3 separate regions of the Anser cygnoides genome follow, and regions 1 and 2 are each linked to region 3. The links are chromatin contacts, called in public Hi-C maps. All regions are on one chromosome and are shown on one strand. Each heading gives the region's core, a stretch centred on a gene start, on an enhancer-like site or on the middle of the called end of the contact. The rest is flanking DNA. Distances are from core to core; before and after follow the strand shown. Region 1 has its middle 25 kb from the start of TAF1B. Region 2 holds the start of YWHAQ (tyrosine 3-monooxygenase/tryptophan 5-monooxygenase activation protein theta). Region 3 holds the start of CYS1 (cystin 1).

Region 1 (3,541 bases), core at 515-3,014, 150 kb before region 3:
AAGCAGATCCACATGCTACATGTCCAGTGCCAGTGCTCCTGCATCATCCAGTGCTCGGATTTTCAAGGGTGCTTCATCAGTGGGAGCAAAGGGTGCTCTGTTCCCTCAGACAGTAAGCAAAAATGTGTGCAACAAAGGCATAATTAACAGATGAGTCATTCATTCTCATTTTTCTGTGGCAACATCGGTGCTGCTCAGTCTGGGGGTAGAAGGTAGTTATAACCGTCTGCTAACGATGCAAAATCCATCCATCACGGTCACCTCCTTCCCTCGGGGAAGCAGCAAGGGAAGGAGGGCGAGGTAGCTGGAACAGATAAGCACTGTAAGACACCCCCCAGTTGAGCAAAACACCGAAATACAGGCGCTACAGTCATGCTGACTTCAGCAAGCCTGCTCACGTGGAGAAAAAAAAAACAAGGCCTTGTACACTTAGCATCAGCAAAATGCCAGTTTATTAAGATAACCAGGCCTAAGGGAAAAAAATAAACAAAGTTCTTTAACTTGTTACTTGCATAATCCCTGATGCCTTTTGGTTCTGCCTGTGGTCTCACACCCGGCTGGCGGTGCCGTAACTCCGGGGATTTAACGGCGCTGGTCCTCCTGCAGCCCGAGGGATGGGGCCGAGCCCACCGACCGAGCTCTGCTCCAAAAGAGCAGCTTCTGCATAAGGTTTTATAATCAGCTTTTTATTAATTCCTGCTCCAGGGTGCCTGGTTTCAAATAAGAAGGCTTCTCATTTTCTAGCCCACATACTGAGAATCTGATGGATGATCGGTGTTTTTCTTGACTATGGCAGATCGAATCTATCCCTGGTGATACTTTGCTCCTGCCAGCAGATTAATCCCAGGAATTAGTTTAATCTATTACCTTTGGTTTCATTTTCCCTGAAATGTTTGTAAAAGAAGATAAATAAGGACAAAGCAATGCGGAGATAAAGCCAACACACAAGCCAGACTAAAAATAACCTGGCAACCCATTCTCACTGGACAGTATAAATATTCCTTTCAGGTTAAAAATATTTCTTTGAGGATGCAGAACCCTTAAAAATATAATAGGTCTTGGACAATGACACTTCCTCCCAGTCGGCCCAGGAGCGTGTTTTTGCCGGTAAAGGATATGCTCTGCTCTGCAGAGGAAACCGGTGCTGGCCTGCCTCACCATGGAAACTCCAGTCCTGGCTATAAAAAGACCAACTTATCTACCGACAAATATCCTCACTTTTGGAATAACAGCAATAACAACAACAAAGAGCGGCTGGGGTTAACGTTCTCTGTGTTCAGGGATCCGCTTTGTCCCGCCGCCCCTGCCAGAGCACCCAGGCACCGCGGGTGACCGAGCGCTGCGGGCTGGCGACTGCACACCCACCCCGAAAAGAGCACAGATGAGGGAAGGGGCAGTCGCAGCAATCAGCAAGCGGAAAGCTGGTGATAAAAGAGCAGCCAGAAATAACGCGCTGTCTTTTCTGTGTCATCCCAACCACCACAGTGAACCAGAGGTGATTTTACACGAGCTTTGTCCTCTGTAGAGGCAGGGTGCTTTTACATCAGTCACAGGCACAATTTGACTTCCCTGCTGCGTTAGACGCTGGCACGTCTCTGCATGAGCCAAGGAGAGAAACTGCATGGGCTGGGGGTCTCCATCACCCGCAAGGACAGCGCAGGCAGCATTTAGGAAGAGGGAGAGCTGTGGCTTCCCATTAACCAGAAGGATGCATCACTGCTCTCGTTTTTATTTTTTTCAGAAAATACAGAAGAAAGGATTTTTTTTCCCAGTAAATAAATAGAAAATAAAAATAAAAAACAACCCCAAACCACGCAGAGCAAATAATTTGGAAGTGTTCAGGAGTGTTGAAAATCATGTGGAAAGCGCTTTAGGCTAATTTCGAGAACCACAACAGAGCCGTAGCGGGTAGGAACACACTTTCATCTTATTTATTTCTCTCTGCCTTTAAACACGGGGCTTGTTAGAGTAAGTTTCTCCTTGCGATCTGCTCTGCACAGCTCGGCCCTGCTGGCTGCGTGGTGTCTGCCCCATGAGCACAGGCACAAACCCTCCCCACCGCCTCTCTGGGCAGCCTGCACCAGGGCCCCGGCACCCGCACGGCACAGAAGGCTCCTGGTGTTCAGATGAAACCTCCTCTGCTCCAGTTTGTGCCCACGGCCTCTTGCCCTGGCACTGGGCACCACTGGGCAGAGCCTGGCCCTGTCCCCCCAGCACCTCCCTTCAGGCACTGACAGGCCCTGATGGGATCCCCCTGGGCCTCCTCTTCTCCAGGCGGAGCAGGCCCAGCTCTCAGCCTCTCCTCACACGAGAGGTGCTCCAGCCTCTTGGTCCTTGCGGGTCCCTTCCAACTCAGGATAATCAGTTCTGTTCAAATCCCAGCCTTTTCCCTCCTGCCCTTGTCATTCTCCCCCACCTTAGGGTATTTCTGGGCACTTTTGGTAGTTCCTGGTACCTCCTGCAAGCAGCAGCCAGGCTTAACCCAGCTGCGCGTCCCGTAGGGCCGAGCACCTCCAGAGGGAGCATTTGCCCCGTCTTAGAGCAGCCACCTCCAGCAGGGCTCCTTCCTCGATTCAGCTTCAGGTGGCTAAAAACCAGCGACACAAACCGTGCCTTAGCCTCTGAGTGCCACCACTGCAATACACCTGTCTGCGTGTGCCCCTCATACCAGCGACCTGCTGCTAATTTCTGGTGGTGTTTTACCTTTCCAGTGCCATCAAACATGGCCCCAGCTTCCCACTTCAGACTGAATTGCATTCCTGTTGTTCTGTACTTTATAGAAAAAGCTATTTGTTACGTGTAACTGCGGTTTGGTCTTCACTAAAATGTTGCTGGCTTTGCCTCTGTATTTCTGTATGTTTATCTGAGTGAGGGGCAAAGGGGAACGAAGACAAAACCCAGCCTGAGTTCTTCTGTAGCCTGAGCCGCATAAGGCTGGACTTTTTCAGTTCTTTTTTCAGCAAAATAGCTTTAGCTAATGTAATGGTGAGAGCACTTACTTCCAAAAGAGGAGAAAGTTGGATGGTATATAGGATATTATATTGGATAACAAACGTTTTCCAATGTTTTATAGGATAACAAAAGTTATATAGGAAAACATGGGATGTCATCTTTTGTTTTCCAAAAATTGGGATCCAACAGGAAAAAAAAATACCACCGCCAATAATAATAATAAAAATACAACACAGAAACCAAGCTTTTGTAGATTTTTCCAAAGTAATGTGGAAATTATATCATGCTCTTTAATGTAATAGAGAAAATACAAGCTTTTGGGGCTGTTCTGTTGAGATGAAGACAAGGTGCCTTGAATCCTGAAGGCCCACAAATGTGATGGTACAGAATTAGGGCTGCATCACTGAAATTACTGATTAAACAAGAAAGACAGAAGATCCAAAGGAAGCCCTGCTGCTGCAGAAGGAGCTTCCTCAGGTGCAGGCTGTGGGCACCAGATCTCTGGGGCATTTATTTGCAAATCAGTTAAAAGTAGCTCGAATTTTGAAGGATTGTGGGTTCAGGGAGGACTTGGAAGCCTGCAGCCTCC
Region 2 (3,648 bases), core at 1,046-3,545, 230 kb before region 3:
GCAAACCACTGAAGATGGTCTGCCATGCAATTACTACTGCATTACACACGTGCAGCTTCCTGCAGCCAGAACGCCCTGGTCATGCAGAACAGGGTCCAGCACCCTCCACACTGCTGACACAGGTCTGTACCACTCCTGCTGCACTGCAATACGGCTTTCACTATCATTAGCATGTGGAATTCTGCTGCTTGTACATATTTATTCCTGGGCTTTGGTGCACGCTCAGGTCTGTTACACCAGTCTTCAAACCTTAGTTTTACATTAGTCCACGACTACTGCAAATTCATCTTGAAGAACCCCTCAGAAATCAACTTGAATCTGACAAAGCCAATTTCTACACATTCCTTCTCATTTCCAGTGAAGATGTCTTACTCCATAAAATCACTATATATACACACACGCACACACAAAAACCCCAATCCTAAAGTGTCTCTTAAAGACCCCATGAAGAGTGTTTTTCCTCACATGAAATAGTATATGAAGTGAGCACGATGCTTTTAACAAGTTATTAGCTCAGCCCTTTACTTCTTCAGGTAATTCTAATTTTTTTTTTTTAATCTTATCTTATGAATACCTAAGCAGCCACAGCAAACAGGCACAAGCCTAAATTCTCAGCATCTCTGCGGTAACCTAGTGCAACACTGCATATGGATTGCTCCAACTAAAATGGATCTCACACGCAACTGAACATATCTCAAATACCTCCGCACATATGGCACCCATAGCATGGTGGAGACGATCTCCTTCCTCACGGTAACACATGTAACAGTTGCAGAAGTTACTGCACTGACTTCCCCTACCCCGGCCTTACACTTCACATATTCCCCAGTCAAGTTCCCAGTCTTACTCCTCACAAAGCACCATACACGAATCCTATTTCTTTCTCTCAAAAAAACAGAAGAGAAAAAAATCCCCACTCACCAGCACAGTGGTGCAGATGGACCTGAGCTCAGACTCCACCTTCTCCCGATAGTCCTTGATAAGCTGCATCTTCTTGTCGCTGGTGTCTGTCTTTTGCTCGATGCTAGAGATGACCCTCCAGGCAGAGCGCCGCCCCCCCACTACGTTCTTGTAGGCCACCGAGAGCAGGTTGCGCTCCTCGTTGGACAGCTCGGCACCTTGCTCAGTTACTGCCTTCATGCAGGTGGCCATGTCATCGTAGCGCTCAGCTTGCTCAGCCAGCTTGGCTTTCTGGATCAACTCGGTCTTATCCATGGTGGCTGGCAGTGGGGCGGGAGAGGTATGGTAGCGAAGGCAGGAGAAGCTGGGGACGTCACGCTCCCAACGAGAGAACGCACCTCAAAACCTGCAAGAAAAAGAGACAACGACCATCACTCCGGGATCAAATGCTAATGAATGTTGTACTGTATGACCCCTTGCAGAGCCCTAAAAAGAAGGAATGCAGGGAGCGTGTCTCCCTGCCCATCTTGGAGAAATGGGCTGGGATCATCCCGCCCTTCCACGTAGGGCCGAGGGGAGCGGCTGCGGTCTCAAGGACCCACTGCTAGGGAAAGGACGGCCGGGAAACTCGGCTCGGGAAGGCACAGCGAGCTGAGAACCCATCGCTTGGTCAGGGCGGGCTTTTTCCCCTCACCTTTCCCTCGGCTTTTTCCCCTCACCTTTCCCTCGGCTTTTTCCCCTCACCTTTCCCTCGTGAGAGGGATCGAGGAGGTTGAGGAGGCTACCCAATTCCCGCAAGCCAAGCGGGCCTCGCTTAAAGCCGTTCCCTGAGGGAAAAGAATAATAAAAAAAAAGAATAAAGGAGCAAAGAGTGGCCGCCAGGCAGCGCCCAGCCTCGGGGCCGGGGGCGGCTTCGCCTCCTGGCGGCGGGGCCGGGCAGGGCCGGGTCCCCCCCGCTTCCCCCGGGCATCGCCCCGCAGGGCCCAAGAGCCCCTCCGGGAGGGCCGGGGCCCCGCGGTGAGCGCCGGGGGGGGGGGCAGGGAGCCGCGGGGCCGGCCGGGTGCGAAATGGCGGCGCCGCCGGGCGGCACCTCCCGCTGCCCGCCGCCGCCGAGCGCTGGGCGCCGCGCTCACAAAATGGAGGACGCCGAGGCGGGGCCGGGCGGCGGCGGCGGCGGCCGCCTCACGACGGGCGCCTCACGACGGGCGCCCCAACAACGGCCGCGGGGTCGCCGCGCTCACCTGAGGGGCCGCTGCGCTGAGGCGAGGCCGGGCCGGGCCGGGCGGGCGGCGGCCGCGGGGCTGCCGGGCGCGGGGCGGTGGCGGAGAGAAAGGAGCCGCTGCCGGGCCGGGCGGGCGGGACGCAGGGAGGGAGGGAGGGAGGCAGCGCTGAAGGGCGGCGGCGCAGGCAAGCCTAGCCGCTGCTGGGCCCGCGCCCACGCGGCCAATCAGCGCCTCGCTTCGCCGCCCGGCCCCGCCCCTCCGCCGCCCGGCAGCCAATGGGAGCGCAGCGCGCCGCCGCCGCCGCCGCGGGGGCGAGAGCGGGCAGGGCGCAAAGCTCGGTTGGCCCGTGGGCTGCGGCTGGGGCCACGGGGTTTCCTCCAATGAGATCCAGGGTGAGATGACGTCACTGTCGCCATGGAGATGCTGCTACAACCCTCCCCCCCCCCCGCCTCCTCCCCCGGCCGGGCGGGGGCTGAGGGGCTGCCGGGGGGGGATTTGGGTTTTTGTCCGAATACTCTTTTTGTTTTTTCTTTTTTTTTTTTTGTCCCAGGTGCCCCCAACAAAGGGCGTTTTGCTCCTTCGGGGCCAGGACAATGTGCATATCCCCGAGCCCCGGGTCGATGGGGTCTGCCACACGTCCGTGTTTGTCACCCCCACCATGGAGCCCGAGGGGCTTTTCCTCGTCATGAGCACTTGCTCCACACAGCTTTCTTCAGGGACAGATTTTCCAAAGCCATTTGTAATTCACAGAATCGCAGAATTCACCACAGCTAAACTCCCCCACCCTTCCCGAGGATCCAGGCGACGCAAAATTGTTCATAAAGAGTTAATATCCCTCCCCTCCTGACGGGATGAAGGACAAGCATTTGACATCAGCACCAATCAATATATTTACTTTTTTCCCCCCTCCTGATTTCACCTGGAGTTAGTTTCAAAGAGGTCAGAGACGCAATGCACAGAGACCGGAATTTTAGGTTCGTGCTGCTGCACATGAATAGCAAAATACTGTCCAGTCATGAGTGAATAATCATGAGTCAATTGCTGCTGTGCTTCCAAAATGCTGCTTGGATGGGTGCGGGATTTGTCTGCGCTCATACCGCCCCAATCTTGGAAGAAATGATAACAAGATAGCGGGTTTGTGCTGCTTGTCACGACGTTCGGCATACAAGACCCGGGAGCGGATCACAGACGTCCTGCCCGTCAGGCCTCGGGCTAGCTCAGGGCCACAGATGTCTTTGTGCAGCGCAGGGCGTCTGGGTGAAGTGATGACATTTCTCACCTTTCGTTTCAGCATCACCAAATTTAGTCATGTTCAGCAACTTCAGCATCCAGATGGAATGACGAATTCTCTGAATCGACCTCAGGATGTTATCGTCTCAGCCCGTAAAGCTCTTGGTCTGTGTTTGGACTAGGGCTGCGATGATGCATGTCGAAATTAGGTCCATGCTGTGAACAAACCGCCGCCTTTGTAATTTGAGTTTGAGATGCATTTATTCTGTTAAAAAGAAAAAAAAAAAAAGAACCT
Region 3 (3,883 bases), core at 312-2,811:
TCCAACTCGGATACCCCATGATTTCGGAGCTCCGGCGGCTCGGTGCCGTGCCCACCGCCCCGGGCGGCCTGTCCCAGTGCCCGACCCCCCCCGGGTGCAGACCCTTCCCCTGACCCCCAGCCTGACCCTCCCCGTCCCGGCTCCGTGGCGGTGCCGCCGTGACTTCTGAGCAAGGGAAAAGCAAACAAATCTCAGCTCTCCCCGGAGGGAAATCCAGGAAACCGGAGCGGTTCTTGAGGCAGCGCCGCGGGGGCGGCTGCAGCGGCCGGGGAACCATCTGGGGCCGGTTCCCGTTGGGGTGGTGGAAGCCTTATTTATGGGGGGGGTCCCGGGGAAACGGGGCAGGCTCTGGGCACTGCCGCCCCCCTATTTACATGGGGGGGTCCCGGGGAAACGCGGGTGAGGAGAACCTTGGGGTAACCCCGAGCCCCCCGCAAGGACCCCCGTGAACCGAGCGAGGCGGGGCGGTGGTGGTAACGTCCCCGCACCCCCCGGGGGGGCTGCGACCACCCTGTGGGGGACACGATTTGGGGAAGGGGCTCGCCGAGGGCCCCGGGGGGCACTTACCTCCCGCGGGGGGCCGCCGGGGGCGGGCAGCGCCGCCGCCCCCTCGCCCCCTGCCGCCGCCTCCGCCGGGCCCGGGGCCGCCCCCGGCCCTCGGGGGTCGCCTCCGCCGCCGCCCCCCGTCGCCACCGGGCCCCGTCTCCGGCTGCTGCCGCTGCCCATGGGCTCGGGGGCCGGAGCCGGAGCCGGCTGACGGCGGGGGCCGGCCCCCGGGGGGCGGTGGAGGGGGGCGAGGGGGCGGTAAAGCTGCGAGGGGGGAGCGGCGCCGTGCGGGGAGGGAGCCCCCGGGGCGGCCAAAAGGAGGGGGAGAAAATGGGAAAAAGGGTTGGGGGGGAGCCTTCCCGGCTCAGGAGGGCTGCCAGGGCTGCTGGCTGGTCCCTAAGGTCCCTCAGCAGCTCGGGATCCCCCCGAGATGGGGGGCATGCTGCTGTCTCTTCTGCCCTCTCTCCCCTTCCCTGGGGGTCCAGGGGGTCGTCGCTATTCGGGGAGGGTCCCAGGAGGCCGCCACGGCCCCGACAGCAGCCACGGGTTGGGATCAGGCAGCTCCCCTTCTGTGGGGTCTCCCCCAAAGCCCCCCCCAAGATGGGGGAGCCAGGAGGGCGACACACTGTTTACGGACCACTGCCAGCCCCTGCGAGACCCCCAGCCACAGCGGGAGACCCTCGGGCGTTTTTGGAAACGGAGGGTGCCCGGCACCACGCCCAGGGGTGCTCCAGGCGACAGAGAGGAGGCTCTGGGCTCCAGGTGGTGGCACGGTCCCGAGCGGTGGCACTGCCTTCAGGCCCTGGCCACGAACAAAACCTACCGGCTCCCTGCAGGCCCGGAGCCTCCTGGAAAGTTTCCTGGCAGCCCCGATGGAAAAAAGTTCACTGCAGGGCAGCGCCGCGGATCCCGCCTGGGCTGACGCCGCCTCCGCAAAGCCTGCGTCTCGCGGCGAGCCGAGCAAGTTGTGTTTGGGAGCAGCTGCAGCCCGGGAGGCGTTCGGGCGGCGGCGACCCAAACGCTGCTGTGGTTTAGCAGGGAGGCCGGGAGATGTTTCCCTGCTGCAAAGTCTGCTGGGGACTCAAGCGAAGATTTTCGGAAAGCTAAAGGCCTGGTAAGCCCATGAATTCTCGGGAAAATGAGCAAAAAGCTACCAAATCCTTTTTTTTTTTTTTTTTTTTTATGGTGGCTTTAAGCACGGTTTCCCAGCAGGGCCAGTATTTAACATCCTGGCTGATCTTCAAGAGCGAGGGCTGGCAGCGCGCGGTGCCAGCTGCGGGTGGCACCCAGCCAGCGGCCGGGAGCCCACGCAGCCAACACGGCCTCGGGGGAGGCAGCGGCTCCGGGGCCCTGCTGGAGGATGCTGCTGCTGAGTTTTTTAACGTCGCTGATATCCATTGAAGCCACGAGTGCTGATTTGCCCCGTCGTGGTATTTGACGGGCTTTGCTGGACTTCCAAAACCAATAGCTAAAGTGGAGTTGGGACGTGCAATTGTCTGGGCGAAATCTCCCTTTCTGATCTCATTTTCAGGTTGCTCATTCCCTGAGTATGAGAACAAAAAAAGAATAAAAGGGAATGACAGTTCCGACCCGTGTCCCAGAGCGACAACGGCAGCTGGAGAGCGAGGAGGGATGGGGATGGTGGGGCACGGCGGGGTGCCAGCGGTCACTAGCTGTATTGCCGCAGTGCCAGGGAGCAAACACACGAGGAATTTGTTTGGTGGGTGAAATAGCAGGCTCCTCTCACCGTGATAACCAAAACAGAGCTGGGGAACTCTGCTTTTTCATGTTGTGTTCCCACCAGAGCTTTTCTAGGGCGCTACAGGTAGTTCGTTGAGCAATCTGACCTTGTGACAACAAATATTACGCCACGTGTTTAGGTTTTGCCTTCTTTTCTGGCGTTTGCTGGATTTTCTGCAAGTCTTCAGTAGATATATTCCCTCAGCATAAGAGCTCTGGAACAAAAAGGATTCAAACCCAAAGTTAACATATATATCATGTCAGATTTGCTCTCTGCAGAGCCATCGGGAAAACCTCAATCTTTCCCACTGCAAACCGCAGCGCTGGTGTCACCCTTCGGTGAGCAGGTTTATGTATTAATCTGCCTTTCTAGCATTAACTCGTGTGCAGCAAGGAAAGGTGTGCATTGCTCAAATCGGAGCCTGCCTCTATCAGGCGATGGGACCGCTAGGCTGGCCTTCGATTCCTTTTCCCTGATGTTGTCTTCACCTGGGTTTTCTACAGTTCTGGCACCAAACCTGACAAAAAAAAATAAAAAATAAAAAATTACAATTGTGATGGTTTTTCAGGCTTTGCTGTGGAGATCTCACATCCTGTGCCTCTGAGCCCCAGGAAAAAATATCCATGAGGTGGAGGCCAGTGGGACCCAGAGAGGAGAGGTCCTGGGATGGAAGGTGGGAGCTGTGGGGTGGTGGCCCTGGCCCTACCCCATCCCTGGGGACAGCAGGGCTCAAGCAGCTGCTGGGCATCCCTTGCATCAGCTGAGACGGTCTGGAAAGGTAGGTGGAAAATAAGAGCCGTCAAGGTGGGTGCTTTCCAGCAGGGGAGGCCGGTTCCCTTGTTGGAGAGCTGTCCCACAGCAGGATGGAGCCCAGGACACGCTGGAGGCTGCCCCTGTGTAATTAGCGGAGCTGGGCTTTGGCTCAGGGCTGACGTTTGACTCATCAAAAAACCTGCTGAGAACATGTATTTAAATAAATAAATATAAAAGCCTATTTTTAAGAGTGTCCTTTCAACACTTCTCGGATTTTGCTGCGCCCTAAGCACTGTCAGTAAGAGATTTCTCTTCCTGCAGCCCACGTGTTAAGGGAAGGGCCCTGCTTTGCCCAGAAGTCCCAGCCCAGGGAAGGGTTATGTTTTATGGGTTTCACCACCATGTCTTTCTGCACTCTTCCCGTCGGTACCGCAGAAGGCTGTGCCATGGGAGAGCTTCTACCATCAGCTGCTGTGGCGTTTGTGTGCTGGTGGGGCAAAGCCCTGCTGCCGTGTCCCCATGTGGGGCTCACAGAACCATTAGGGTTGGAAAAGCCCTCCAAGATCACCTGGCCCAACCATCCCCCTGCCACCAACATCACCCACTACACCATGTCCCCAAGCACCACGTCCAGCCTTTCCCTAAACACCCCCAGGGATGGTGACACCACCACCTCCCCGAGCAGAGGAGCCCTGCAGAGGCCTGTGGGTGTGTGAAAGCAGCAAGAGCTGGGCCTCGGAGCTGAACCTCCCCTTCCCGGCAGAAACTTTGCTCTGGTTCCAGTTCTGGGGGCTTTGTTTCTGCTCCTCAGTGCGGCCGAGGCTGAGGCCTACGGAGACCGGC

What was found. A called contact is a pair of places that touch in the nucleus more often than the background predicts.
Region 1: a contact with region 3 is called in a Hi-C map of liver, with 2.3 times the contacts expected there. The contact joins the enhancer-like site here to the promoter of CYS1 in region 3. A contact is called at or near these places in 2 of 7 Hi-C or Micro-C datasets (both in liver).
Region 2: a Hi-C map of liver shows a contact between it and region 3, with 10 times the contacts expected there. The contact joins the promoter of YWHAQ here to the promoter of CYS1 in region 3. A contact is called at or near these places in 2 of 7 Hi-C or Micro-C datasets (both in liver).

What each region holds. Positions count from the first base shown.
Region 1 is chr3:106,762,232-106,765,772 of Taihu_goose_T2T_genome, forward strand. No RefSeq gene overlaps it. Among named protein-coding and RNA genes, the nearest start is that of TAF1B, 25 kb to the right of the region's middle. Within about 2 kb of position 1,765, at least 1 of the 3 cell types and tissues checked has open chromatin away from gene starts, as enhancers often do. A contact at or near this core is called in liver, where this site is marked.
Region 2 is chr3:106,678,968-106,682,615 of Taihu_goose_T2T_genome, forward strand. YWHAQ (tyrosine 3-monooxygenase/tryptophan 5-monooxygenase activation protein theta) reads right to left here and starts at 2,296. Exons shown (of 6, transcript XM_066994916.1): 1 at 2,142-2,296; 2 at 922-1,306. The coding sequence starts at 1,215. LOC106030714 (a long non-coding RNA gene) reads left to right here and starts at 2,334. Exons shown (of 5, transcript XR_007165987.2): 1 at 2,334-3,648.
Region 3 is chr3:106,907,528-106,911,410 of Taihu_goose_T2T_genome, forward strand. It overlaps CYS1 (cystin 1), which reads right to left and starts at 1,562. Exons shown (of 3, transcript XR_007165965.2): 1 at 1,370-1,562. LOC136790524 (a long non-coding RNA gene) reads left to right here and starts at 1,525. Exons shown (of 2, transcript XR_010830623.1): 1 at 1,525-1,660; 2 at 1,756-3,281.